Regions from separate parts of the Mus musculus genome. Here region 1 is linked to region 2. The links are chromatin contacts, called in public promoter capture Hi-C maps. All regions are on one chromosome and are shown on one strand. Each heading gives the region's core, a stretch centred on a gene start, on an enhancer-like site or on the middle of the called end of the contact. The rest is flanking DNA. Distances are from core to core; before and after follow the strand shown.

What was found. Capture Hi-C pulls out chosen DNA fragments and counts their contacts.
Region 1: a promoter capture Hi-C map of adipose tissue shows a contact between it and region 2. The contact joins two enhancer-like sites. A contact is called at or near these places in 1 of 15 datasets of contacts at CTCF or cohesin (the G1E-ER4 cell line), 4 of 484 Hi-C or Micro-C datasets (the G1E-ER4 cell line, adipose-derived mesenchymal stem cells, brown adipocytes and 1 more) and 3 of 9 other capture datasets (adipose tissue, liver and pancreatic islet).

The regions. Positions count from the first base shown.
Region 1 is chr3:144,693,372-144,700,306 of GRCm38.p6, forward strand. Sh3glb1 (SH3-domain GRB2-like B1 (endophilin)) reads right to left here. Exons shown (of 9, transcript NM_019464.3): 6 at 4,007-4,096; 7 at 3,483-3,583. Among named protein-coding and RNA genes, the nearest start is that of Sh3glb1, 23 kb to the right of the region's middle. Within about 2 kb of position 4,795, at least 60 of the 459 cell types and tissues checked have an H3K27ac peak or open chromatin away from gene starts, as enhancers often do. A contact at or near this core is called in adipose tissue, where this site is marked.
Region 2 is chr3:144,538,666-144,545,692 of GRCm38.p6, forward strand. All of the region lies in intron 1 of Hs2st1 (heparan sulfate 2-O-sulfotransferase 1), which reads right to left. It overlaps Gm46829 (a long non-coding RNA gene), which reads right to left. Exons shown (of 2, transcript XR_001784021.2): 2 at 2,101-7,027. Among named protein-coding and RNA genes, the nearest start is that of Gm43560, 7.3 kb to the left of the region's middle. Within about 2 kb of position 2,301, at least 12 of the 459 cell types and tissues checked have an H3K27ac peak or open chromatin away from gene starts, as enhancers often do. A contact at or near this core is called in adipose tissue, where this site is marked.

The DNA.
Region 1 (6,935 bases), core at 3,545-6,044, 160 kb after region 2:
TTTCTACCCTTCCCTAACCAACTCTCTAGACCTTCACACCAGTCTCCCATATATTGTCCCATCTTTTGTTGCAAACATTTGAAGATGTTTCATTGCTAAAATATACTTCCTGACTAAGTGGAATGATATTATATATAATTCTTGGTGATTTTAATAGCCATGCAAGACAATTTTTCCAAAACTTTAGCCTCTTATATTCATGAACTTCTGTGTTGATTCCCACCAGGTCCCAGCTGCTGCCCATCCTCAGCCTCCCACCCATCTAGACTTACTAATCTCAGAAAATGCAAGGTGAAGCAGCATAGTTTCTACTGTCTTCTTTATCACATTTCCTCTAATAATTCCACTTACACAGCCTGCCAGTACCAGGCTAGCCTTCCTTTGTGTCCAGAGTGAGTTACGGTAACCACGCCATGCCTGCACACTCTCACATCACTACATTCACTTGGCAAATTCTCCCCAACACACGGGCTCAGTACTAGTGCAGCCACTGTGTTGGAAGAAAAAGAAAAATCTCTGTTGCTGTCTTATACTTGTGAGTAAAACCCCTTAAACTGGTCTACAATGCTGCCTGGCATTGTACATTAGGTCTAGGAAACTCACGTGTTTTCCTGGTGACCATTTTATAGCCTCTCATTTACCTTCAAAATGCCAGCCATTCTTCCCAAAGCCTTGCAGCCAGATGACAGACTTCGTCCTTTTTAGTGAAGAGGACTAATAACAGCGAGGGAGTGGTGCCTAGTCTCCTACTGTTGATGGCTGCCTGTATTTTGCGGCTGATCCTGTTGTAGGTACAGAACTGTGTCTTGCGGAGACGAGTCTCGCAATCCCTCCCTCTGTCCGATACAACCATGTGCTCTCAGTCTAGTCCGTCCTTCTCCTCTACCTGGGAAGCCACTCACTGCTAGCTCTGGATTTAAAGGAACAAACCTGCAGATGCTCTTCCCTTTGGCTGTGTTTTACAAAGAGCTACCTGGAGCCTCTGCTCAGTCTGTCACAGTTCCTCTGCCAGCATCTCAGATAACAAACGCCGCCACCACTGTCCTGCCAGCTGCTCTTGTTGATTCAACTCTCTGTGCCATGATTAGGACTCTAGCACTCTCTCTAGCTTGCCACCTTACCACAGAGCCCAGACTTACGGAATCTTTATTTTTAACAAAAGTGCTGAAAGGTTAAAGCCTTTTAATTACTATAAAAATAATTTAAAAAAATCACTACCTGTGTGCCTGGTTCTTGCTTCCTTATGACTAACAGTGCCCATTCTGTGTGGTGGTGAAGATAGCAAAGTCTATGAAACACGCAGGACGTGTGTGGGGAGTGTTTGGGCACAGCTTTAGCCCTTACAGAAGTGACAGAGTTACTCAGCTGCTACTATCAACACAGCTATCACAACATGCCTTTTTTCTCTAGGAATAGCTTTGGGCTGGCTAGTGCAGTCTGGATGCTTTCTTATTTGTTAAGGTCTGCATAGTAAAACCTAAAGGAAGAAGTAACTAACTAGCTAAAAGGTTCATTATGTTGCCAGGCTGGCCCCGCCCGCCTGGGTCTCACTACAAGCCTGCAGGCATATGCCCTTACATCCCACCCTCTCTTGGAAAAGGATCTTGGAAGAAACTAGAGGGTTAACATTCCCTCTACTCCTGTCACAGTAATGCAATCCTTTGAAGGTAGAGAGGCAAGACGGACTTTCTTCTCTAGGACAGCACTGGTTCTACTCTGTAAGGTGCTTGCAGAGTACAGTGATGCGGCTGGGTTTCCATGGCCGTGTGCCCAGGACAGCATAGCTTAAGTATGTACAAGTACAACCCGTCTGCTCCACTCGCAGAGTCTCAGGGCAAGTGGGAAGGAAGTGTTTAGGTTTCTCGGGTTTAAATTGTTCTGCATTCAGACATGAATACGATTACTAAAACACCAAGTATGTAGAAATGTAAACCATGCAGGTCTACCAGAACACTAATTTGTTAGTTTTCTGCCAGTTTATTCTGAAGATCCAAACTTAGCTTTGTGATGTTGCCTAACTTTAGAGTGGACCTAAATCTGAAGGATGACTGTGCAGGATCAACACTCTCTTGTTAAACTGTAAGTTCTGCTGTCTTTCCTTCACACGTCACTGCTCTTGCTCAATGGTTCTGTGAGTACCTGACTCCTTACTACAGTTCACTTTTATGGCCATTCATGCTGCAACCCAGTCCACACCTCCAGCCGCATTCCTTACCCACTAAACCACTGCTCTCACTAGAATCAAAGTATTGTCCATTACCCAAACTCCCTCGCTGCTTCTCTCATCTCTCCTGTATCCTGTCTGCCTGTAACATTTATCCGTGCCTTGTGCATCTATATGACTCTCACTAAAATAACTCCAGCTGGGAAACTCATCTGGAGTCAGCCGGGCCATAATTAGATGTCCTCACTGCACCCTGCTCCTTCTACCACTTTACGTGGCTGGTCTATCCATGGCAGATACTCTTAGATCCTACATACATTGTTAAAATGTCACCTTACATATAAGCTTCCCCAAGGCAAGTACCCTGGCTTGTTTGCTGATGTAAGTCCAGAATACATTTGCGACCTAAGGCAGGGATTCTATAAATATTTAATAGTTAAATGATTCAGTTATGTGCTTTATATATCATTTTGCTTTAAAGTATATTACCATATTCAAAATAATTATGTAAGGGGCGTGGGGTCTTCGGACTATTCCAAAATTAACAAACATGAATTAACTTACCTTTAAGAATAAAGTGTTAATGTAGCCATGTCTATCTTCCTCAACAAACAGCAAAAGTATTCAGTAGTAAGAGAGAGGTTAAGCCTCAGTATCTTTTTCAGGTAACATCATTTTGTGCTAGAAATGCTAAAGATGTTACCTCAGAAGTCTGATAATAACAAAAAAGGCAACTGTATGCAAGCTAACAGAATCTTTAACTGTTCTAGAAAATTTCATTCCTGCTGTTGGATTATACATAAAAAACTTAAATATTTAAAATTAAATTTCATTTATTTTCTGTGGTATGTGTGTATGTGCCATGGTGGGCATGTGGTGGGCATGTAGAGGTCATGTGGAGCTCAGAGGATACCTTTTAGGAGTTCTCTCCTTTTCCAAGTGGGTCCTGGGAATTGAACTCAGGTCATTAGGCTTGGTAGCAAGAGCCTTTACACACTGAGCCATGTCACCAGCCCTCACATATAAAAAAAATTTGACCGTCTTTCATCAGGACTTAAACAAATGATGTCTTTTGTTGTTGTTGTTAGTGAGCAGAGTAGAGTTTTAGTACAACAGGTGTCATGCTTGCTTCATTCAGTCCACTTCCCGCTGCCCTCCCTCCTGACCCTGCTGGCTGGCCTGGGAAGTGGACTCTCTTGCTTCGCTTCCCAGCTTGGTGTTGCAGTAACAGATCCATGCTGCGGTGTGTGCCCAGCCAGTGCTCCCCACTGAGCCTATTCCCCCTATCATGACTTTCACATAGAAAGGGAGACACTACCTTCCCAGTTGCTTCTGTAGGTCTAGCATATACTGGTAACACTGTGCATAGTAAGTCATCTGGGCTTCTACAAAGTCATTCAGACAGCGGAGATGATGGGCCTGCAATGGAAAAGTTACGGTCATTCTCAGAAGTTCAAGTGCTACAAGCCAAGGGGAACAAAGGCTAACACTGTCACAAGGGAGAATCAGCGGTGGCAACCTACTGTAAAGCTTATTACTGGGGTACTCCTATCAGACTTACTAAGATGAATTACTGGTGAACAATATGTTGACAAACTTTGTTTAGCCAATAGAAACCAGCAGGAAAATTTATGCAATGTGTAAAATGTGTGGTGAGATGTGAGAGAAAATGAACACATTTCTTCAGATCCTTGTAAACTCTCTTCAGCTTTCCTTGAGAGGTAAATGCCACAGGAAGCTCTCGCCTGCACATGCTCCTCCTTAGCTGCCTGGGGTTGTCTCAGCGTTTTTTTTTTTTTTTTTTTTTTTTTTTTTTTTTTGGGGCAATGATGTAACACTCACGTGTGTACTGCTGATTCCCTCAAGCAGGAGTCGGGTAATCTCTGCCTGACGATCAAATTCACTTTGAGTTATTCTCAATTCCTGTTCAGACTGAAATTATAACATACTGTTAGGCTCTCAATAGAAGACTCAGTCCACTTTACATATACCAAAATGAAAAAAAGAAAAGAAAGAAATTCCCAATATACTCCAAATTAGAGTCTGATGATACACCAACTCTTTTGTGTATGTCTTAACTGTTTTTGAGTTTCTAGACCTACCTGTGTCACCAAACACAACTGACACAACCCATCCTTTATCAGCACTCGACCCATGCCAAAGCATTAGTTGGACACATTATGACTGTCAAGATATCTTTGTACCTTTTCTAGTATTTTGCTGAATTGAGTATTTTACAAAATCATAAGAGTACCACATTTTATAAGTATAAAGCAGTATTATGTTTAAAACTCCAAATTATTACTGTGTGCTTTTCTTTGGCACTTTAACAGTAGTCTTCAAGTTCAAATAGAAGGTTAAAGAGTAAAGCCACAGGCTTCCCACCTCTGTGTTTCGTTACTCAACACTTGTTACTAAGACAGGCTCTTGGCTTCCTTCATGGGATTCTTGGTCCTATACCCTAACTTTCTTTTACGATTTCTCCCTAAGTTATGCATAATAGGGTTCAGTCATTAGCATCATTAAGATTGGAGTTTTTCTGCCAGTTAGAGTTGGTCTTGAGTACACCCTTTTCTTTTCAAAGGAAAAAGGAAGTGCTCTAACCTCCTGATCTACGTGATATAAATACCCTCACTGGGGCTTTTCTCCAGTTCCCAAGATGAAGTTGCTGACTTTGGAAATGAGAAGTAGTACTGACTTCTGTTTAGTGCTGGAACAAAACAGTTCACAGAGAAAGCAACAATATCTAAATATCCTAAATACTGGCATTACAGATCCAAAGTGGTTAGAAGTAGTTCGTAGTAAAGTGAGGAGGAAAAAAATAAATCTTCAGAGATTAATCCCACAACTGGAAATGACTGCAGGTGACAGATTCTACCATAAATAATCAATCATACGCAGACAATCAACACCATTCCCACATGTCATAAGGCAAGGTCAGACCGTCTCCTTCCATAGCCGTCTTTACCTTGGTGATCCTTGTAACAGAAGTGGCCCATGAACCAGTTAACAATCGAGTACAGGATCAGTTGCTCTAGGATCCTATCCAAGACCCTAACCCTAACCTTAACCCTTCTGCTCTCTCTCTCTGCTTCCTATGACAGATGGAAATGTGACCAGCTGGCTTCCTGCTCCTGTTGCCATGTCATGTCTTCCCTGCTATGACAGACTCTCCCTCTAGAACCCCAAGCCAATGTTAACTTTCTACTTCACGTTGCTTTTGGCCATGGTATTTTTATCTTGCTTTTATGGTTCAGCTTATATTCTCTCACACATTGTTTTGCCTTCTTTTCATGTCAGAGGTTCAAAAACAATGAGGAGCCAGGGTGGACCACAGTTATTGTACTGACAAACCACACAGCCAATAGTTCTAGAAACGATGCCTGGAACACACTGTAGAGTCTGTAGTTTTATACGTGATACCAGTAAGGCTTATCAAGCTATCTAAGTGTCTGAGGCCACAGTTCCCACGTGTCCTCTTTGCTAACACCCTCGTTTGGAATGCAGACTTTGGTAGGCCTGCAAGTAAATGGGGGGAGCCCATGACAAATGTCTGAAGACCCCAATAACATTCCAAGTCAATCTACACTACTATCATTTTCTTCTTTAAATTATTGAGTTATAACTTGATTTCCCAGCCAAGAGAAAGTAAAAGACAGTAACAGAGGCAGAAGGACAGCTGACCACAGGCAGAGGGACAGCTGACCACAGGCAGAAGGACAGCTGACCACAGGCAGAGAGACACTTTTACAAGCAACAGTATTACACTAAAGGGAAGGACGAAAATTAAAAGACCCAATTGTCACATAGTATAATGATGGATATCTGTAGTTATGAAGTTAACTATAAATAAAATATTTGCTATGCTGTATATATACAGCCTTAAACTACACATTTTATGGCTATTCCTACAAAAGTGACAGAAAAAGTCAGTTTGGTGCTCAAGAGACCACCATTAGTTTCCTCGAACCCAGGTCTCTGAAGACAAGGGGCCACAATATTTATTATCTTTACATTTAAGATATCATTGAAAAATAACTATCAATAAATAACTCAAGTACTTCACCTGTCTTCTAGGAAGGCACTGTATGAATAGCACTTGCTTAGCTCTTGTCTAGGACTCCTCATGTTGGCCTAATTCTAGTGCTGTACGGAACTGCTGTTAGTAGCACACTCGATAATTCCGTAATTCCCACGTTTGTAACACAGGTCACAGTGATGAGTGGCTCCAGGCCGGTGCTCATCTGCTCATCTAGTGTCTATTAACTCAATGACAATGACATTTGGTTCCTGATCCAGGCGTTTAAGGTTTACTTACTTTTGTCACTTCCTCTGCCCAAATCTAGCCAGCATTAAAAATTAGAGAGAAATATACAGCATGAAATAAAGTTGGAATTGAACATTTCCTACAACTTAGTACAGAAAAATGTGCTTTAATTTAAATGGCATATTCTCTCCCTTACAAACTAACACAGTAGTAATCTAAATCAGTATAGCTGAGTATATCATGAAGTCTGCCTTCTATATGTATCAACACTACCAACTTAACAATCATATAACTCTACAAATAAGAAAAGCAGCTTCCTCAAATGGAGAAATCTGACCTATCATAGAGAACCTACAGTCTCGTGCAAAATGAAAAGTCGGAACTATATGATTTCTAACTTCTCTTTGAGGAATAAATTCTAAAATTTTAGGAAGTAAAAAATAAATCAAGGATATATGGACACTGAATACTGATACAATGATATTTTGGGAGAAACAAGCACTT
Region 2 (7,027 bases), core at 1,051-3,550:
TTAGGGGCAAAGAGGCACAATGAAATAGCTCGTTCATGTAGAACATCTGGATCATCCAGTCTCAATAGGAACAATAGTGCCCCCAATTGCTAATGCTCTGCCACTTTTGTGCCTCTCCTTACACTCATAATTCTTTTTGTTTGAACTATCTGGAAATGACTTTCCAGTGTCTTGACACTGCATTAGTATCAATAAGCACCATTTAAACATGTGAGCTTACATAATCACTACAATGTTCACACTGTAACAACTGTTTATATTCTTTTGTTAACATAACACTGTTCACCAGACCCAGGTCTGCAAATAGACAGTTTCATTTAACTGATATTTCCTTTTTGTTTGCTTTATAATAACTAAAATACTTCTACAAAAAGTTTCATGGTCAACTCTGTCTCATATTTTATGTTAGACGTCCAACCTGTTATATCGCTGATGAAATTATCTTCCAACACTAAAAAAAAAAAAATTAAAGTACATCTAGTGTGTATTGAGTCAGAGTACAGGAGCATGCAGCCTTTCCCACCCAGCTATGGAGACAGCACATAGTATCTGGAACTTGACAGCTGATACTTGCTGGAATTAAAATAACACAAGGGTAAGTGTTCTGGCTAAATCCCAGGTCCTGGATAGAAATTCAGTCAGCAGAATACTCCACCAAAACTAAACGAATTAGTCAGGCATGGGGCACAGATCTGTAATTTGAATGCTATGAAGGCAGAGAACCTCCACAAGTTTGAGACTAGCCTAATCTACACAGCAATTTCCAGGGGAAAGAGAAAAAATTAACTTCCATGTTATCTGGACGTGTAATGTACAAACAGAAAATTTCTGGAACGAACAAAAAAGTACACCAGTGGAGCCAGAAAGACAGGTAAATGGTTAAGAACTCTGGATACTCTCCCCAAAGACCCTGGTTCAAGTCCTAGCAATCACATGGCAGCTCACAACCAGCAGTAACTCTACGTCTGGGGGTGTCTAGTGCCCTCTTTTGACCTCTCTCTGTAGGCACCAGGCACACACATGGTACAAAATACTCATACACAGAAAATAAATCTAAAAATAAAAATAAAAAGAGCACAGAAGTGACTTGGGGTCAAGGGTTACTAGGGACTGAACCACAGAGCAAGGGCTCTGCCCCTGAGCTGCATCCCCAGCCTTCTTCTGGCTAATTTAAGTAAGGCAATGTCTCATACAGGCTGTGCAGGCTGGTCTGGAACTTGCCATCCACCTGCCCGAGTCCCCCACCCTCACCCCCCAGCTCAGATTATTGGCCTGCTCCACTAGGCCCAGCTCTTGACATCTTGTTTAAAAACTTTCTAAAATATGGCACTTGTGGGGATAAGGCAGGAAGACGATGTGCGCTGGAGGCCCGCGGGAGCTAAAGAATGAGTTCCAAGTCAGCCTGAGGAAGAAAGAGGCCCTGCCTTTAAAAAAGTTTTTAAAAAGATTTTCTTCGTATTATTTCATATAGACTAAAAGGAAAAAAAGATGACTTGGTTTATTTGTCATAATAAGATGCTTCCTGGAAAACAAACATATACTGGTCCCACCTTTCTCCATGCCCTGAAAGCCAGGTACTGATGCTCTGTGTTCAAGTCTGCCTTGTCAGGTAGTCAGACAGCAACAACACTGGAAATTACAGTGCCGCTGCAGAGCCAGAATGCAAGCTCCCCACACTCAAGTTATTCCTGAGTAATATGTATTGTAGTGGTACAATGTGTTATAGGGGTACAGCACTGTCATGTGTTACAGGGGTAGTGTTGCTGTCACCTCATGGCTGGAAACTGGCACAACAGTGTTGACCCTGTGTCTCATTACCACAACTCATGAAAATGCTAGTAAGCTAACACAAAACTACCTCAGACCCTCTACAGTTGGTGAAAGGGGGAATTATCTCTAAAAAAAACCCAAGACTATAAAACCTATGGCTTCGGGCTGGAGAGATGGCTCAGAGGTTACTGCTGCTCTTCCAGGGGGCCTGAGTTCAATTCCCAGCAACCACATGATGGCTCACAACCATCTCTAATGGAGTCTGATGCCCTCTTCTGGTGTGTCTGAAGACAGCTACAGTGTACTCACATATATAAAATAAATAAAATCTTTTTTTTAAACAAAGCTATGGTTTCATAAGCTTACCTTTCGGTGACCAATTTTAAGGATGCACACTGTAAGCTCTGCAGTGAGCAGTGGGGAGCACCTCTGATGCTCTATCACCAGGCAGGCAGGTAGCACACTCTCCACACACCTGTCTCTAAGGTGCAGAGACAGTTTGCACATTGTTGGAAGTGCAGGGCTGTGCTTACTAACTAAACACTCTTGCTTTGATGGCCTCTCTGACTAAGTGGTTTTCAGGGAAGGGTTGGCATGTGCATTCTGCAAAAGAAAACTCCCCAGAGATTTGGTCTCTCTCAGCCAACGATGACCAGAGCTTTAGGCAACCCAGCTTCATAACCAGTAAGCGACTTGTGTGCTATGAATTTTAAAAACACTGGAATTAACAGCTTGGTGACAGAGCATTCCAGGCTGGTCCTAGCAGTTTAACTGAGAAACTGCAGTTAGTGTCTTGTTCATCCAATTCTAGGCTGCATTTGATCGCACCTGGCCTTAGCTTATTTGTACAAGACTTCACTAGACAATTACTAAGAGTCAGTCAAAGCTCTTGTAAAAGCACATTCTTACTAATGTGTAAACGGTGTAGTTCCACACAAAGCACTGAACATCTGATACACAGACTTTAAAACAACAAACAAAAACTGGTTCTAGACACTGATCCTGGGTTTATTACTTACAATGAACCTACCACTGAGTAAAACCACCATCCCTTAACTTTGCTTTCAAGATCTTCACAGGCTGGGGGTATACAGCACTTGCTCAGCATATACAGAGCCTCAGACAGCAGAGTAAATGGAATCTTCTTTTTCAGGCTTTTGGTTCATGCTACCATAATGATGGATTTACGGCTGAGGTTCTTCTGAAACCTGACATACTAATAATCATGTTCTCTGCTAATAAAACAATCCAATATTATTACAAGGACAAGTCTAAGATTGTTTAAAGTTTGTCTGTAAAGTCCCGAGGTCAGGATGCCGATACTGATTAGACAGAGCTAGCTAGGATGACAGCCAACTTTTAAAGAGATATGAGTTCCTTTAAGTCCCCAAATCGAGTCTTCTGAGACTATCCACCACACAAAACTGTTGCTTGTAAAAATCAAATGAGACTTTTCCGTAAAAGGCCTAATGAGGCAGGACCTGCAGTGAGCATAGCTGTCTTACTACCTAACCTGGACTAGATTTCACAATCCTGCCTTCCTCTCTCTCTCCAACGGCACTCACTACATTAGCACGGCAGCAGTCTGCACTCCTACTACATCCCAGCACATCTTGGACCCCGAACACACTGTGCACCCCATTTTCATACCTTTGTCATGCCATTCTCTCTACCTCAATTTCTCCTATCAAATCCCTACCCATTCTCAAAATCCATACTCAAATTCCATTTGCCTTCAAAAGCACTTCAGACACCGGCTCTTCTGAGATTCCTGCTGCTTGCCAGCGGTACTCCAAAGGGAAGCGCACTACACAGCCTCACAAGGACATTTTAAGGAGCTATAAAAACAGTAAGAACTGGCTTTGGAGAAAATAGAATGCAGCAGCTTGAATACCAGAAATACACCAAAGAAATAATCCTTAGCTAGAAGCTAAACTTAAAATGAAGGAAGGGCAAAGACAACAATGTCTAGCAAACATAGGCATTGCTTCATGATTATCAGAGTTGATGAAGAAAAGGACAAAGATCTGGCTCCAAGCCCACGTGGGCTACAGTACACCCTGCTCAAAGAGACAGTATCATCCTTCATGGTTTATGATGGATACAGACTCAGGACCTGGGATCATCCTCAACTGCTGACACTGCTGGAGGGTCACCACAGCCTCAGCCTTCTAGCAATCATCTTTCTTGCCATGAAGAAAAGTTAGCTCTTGTTCTCTCTCTTTCTCTCTCTCTCTCTCTCTCTCTCTGTGTGTGTGTGTGTGTGTGTGTGTGTGTGTGTGTGTGTGTGTGTGAGCTTGGGAGGTTCAGGCAGGAGGATAATTAACTGGAGGACAGCCTAGTCTACACAGCAAATTCTGGAGCTAGAACCCTGGCCCACCCTGCTTGCTACACACATAAGTATGGACTCCCCAAGGAAAAGTATGGAAACATTAGGAAATCCCTGATTGAAGGAGAACTCAGACAGGGTGCTAATTTAGAAGCAGAAAGAATAAAGTAACAGTCTTCTTGCTGTTTTTAAATAAACTACAACACTAACTTTACCTTATGAACAAGAGCTTATCTACGCGTAGGGGATGAGGGGAGAAAGGTTATTAGTCAGTGCCTCACTTAGCACTGGGGCCTCTCATTCTCCACCCAGCACGTGAATCCATCCTCTTTTTCTTTTTCTTAATATTTATTTATTTTATTTATATGAGTACCCTGTAGCTGTCCTCAGACACACCAGAAGAGGGCATCGGATCCCATTATAGATGGTTGTGAGTCACCATATGGTTGCTGGGAATTGAACTCGGGGCCTCTGGAAGAGCAGTCAGGGCTCTTAACCACTGAGCCATGCCACAAATAGTTAAATAGTATTCAAGAAAAGTAGAATCTCTCTCAAAGTTGATTTTTCTCTCAAAAAAATTCATTATTTCTCAAATTACTTTTATGGAAAGATTCTAAAAATGCTTCTGCCATCTTTACATCCTTCAGTATTACCTCAGCCCCTTGTTTATCTACACCAAACACAACAGGATAAAAAAACCAAGATAATCTAATCAATAATCCTATTTAAATAAATTCCATTCATTAGCTAAAATGTAAAGGACTGCCATTTGAAGTGACAGAATGTTTATCACAGGTGAAGGAGTCAGCTGGGTAAGGGAGGCTGGCAGTGCTAATCCTGCCCACCACTGAAATCCTACCATCCAGTGGTCCCTTGTCAACAAGCCACAGTCACATTACAACACACGCTAGCAGACTGTGACAAAGCGTAATAATCCATTGTCTGTGTCCCCTTAGTCTAGGATTGCAAACATTTACAATTTTTAACAGAAAAGCCGTCGTCTTTTTTTTCCCCCCCAAGACAGGGTTTCTCTGTGTATCCCTGGCAGTCCTGGAACTCACTCTGTAGACCAGGCTGGCCTCAAACTCAGAAATCCGCCTGCCTCTGCCTCTGCTGGAATTAAAGGCGTGCGCCACCACTTCCTGGCCCCAGAAATAACCAGTACTCAACATTAAAATATAGAAGAAAAAATATCCAGATGCAAAACTGTTTAAATTTCTGAATAGGGCCGTAAGTTTCTGATTATAAAATTTTCTCTCAACTTCTTCTCACTGATTTTGACCCATTACTAAAGAGGCTGATTTTTTGCAGGGGAAGGGGGACGGAGGTCTGCCAAAAGATAAATACAGTGGCTACCTGCGCAAGGAGAAGAAGGAATGGGGTCAATACTGACTATCTGGGCACACTTTCTATGTGGAGAAACACTTTAATAAAGCCATGGCACAGTACACAGGCTTACTGGGACCGCACAATTGAGAAGAAAATTGTGTAAGTCACCTTGTCCACCTCTTGACCCCAAACAACTTCCTGCCAAACGGAACTCCATGACTAACAAAAAAATTGAGTCAAAGGAGAAGAAATACTTTGGGCATATTATATATTTCACAAAAAGACAGACCTGGGTAGTTTTATTCAAGGAATGTTATAGAGAACATATCACCACACTAGAAAGAGAGAAGCAGGATTTCAGAAATCAGGCAAACACCAAAAATGACCAAGGATATCTATCTCCCTTGATCACAAATTATAAAGTGATTATTCTAAAATTGTCCATGATGTCTTTTTACAGTCTATAGTATATCGCAGGAGTCGGGGCCATACACCTTTATTTAGGTAATTTGGAAATAGATGTACTACTTCACGGCGAGTTCTAAAATCATTATTTTCCCAAATTATATGAGAATGTGGGCTTTACCTATCTCTATATAAATATGATCAAATAAGATAACCATCAGATTCACCCCATCTGGCTTCAATTATTCTGAGTAGAAGATTAAGTGTCATGTTAAATCTAACAGGACTTTCATCTATAGCCCAATGAATTTAAAATTAACATGAAGTCACCTAAATAGCAATTATTAGAATGAGTCTATTTTAATAACACATGCAATGCAACCTCAAATTTTTGTTTGTGAGAATGTGAGAGAAGAGGTATGGCAAATAACATGGTAGAGATTTTAAAATCCATATAAAAATGCCGCTAGCAGGAAACAAGGCAGCTGGGATTTTATTCATTTTCTAAAAATATCTCCCGAGCTAAGAAAGTGGTATTTCTTTACCTATCTTGTTATTTCTCCTTATATCTGGAAGAAAATGATAGCTCAGTAGTAAACTTAGGTTAATCTTTGCATTTTCCTATTGTCTAGTCTTTGAGTCAACTGTGGTAAAAATGTTCAAAATAATTGGATTATTAAAAAGGTTCATTTTAGTTTTCACTATTTATTATTGTGCTGTAGGTGCACACACACACACACGCACACACACACGCACGCACTCGCGAGCATGTCAGTGCATGCCACAGTGGTCTCTCCTCCCACCTTTATGTGGGGTCCAGGGTTAGAACTGTAGTCATGAGACTTGTATACAAAGCTCCGTAACCCACTGAGCCACGCTGTTGGCTGGCAAAGCTCCCAAGACTGTAACTCTAACTCAGCACCCTAGCTTATGTGGGGAATTTTCAAAGTCAACTTCCAGAGAGTGGAATGGCAGCCCACCTGTAACATACTAGCTCCCAGACCAAAAAACCTTGAGAGAAAACTACAAACCCCTCCAATACTTGAAAAGATATATATAAGCGTGATTTCTCATTTCAAATTGGGAAGACAAGCACTCTTATAACACTTGCTCATCGGTATTTTTAAAAGTCCAAGTGATGACAATGAAAATGATTCATCCCTATCAATAAGCTAAGACAAACCTCCAGTGAGT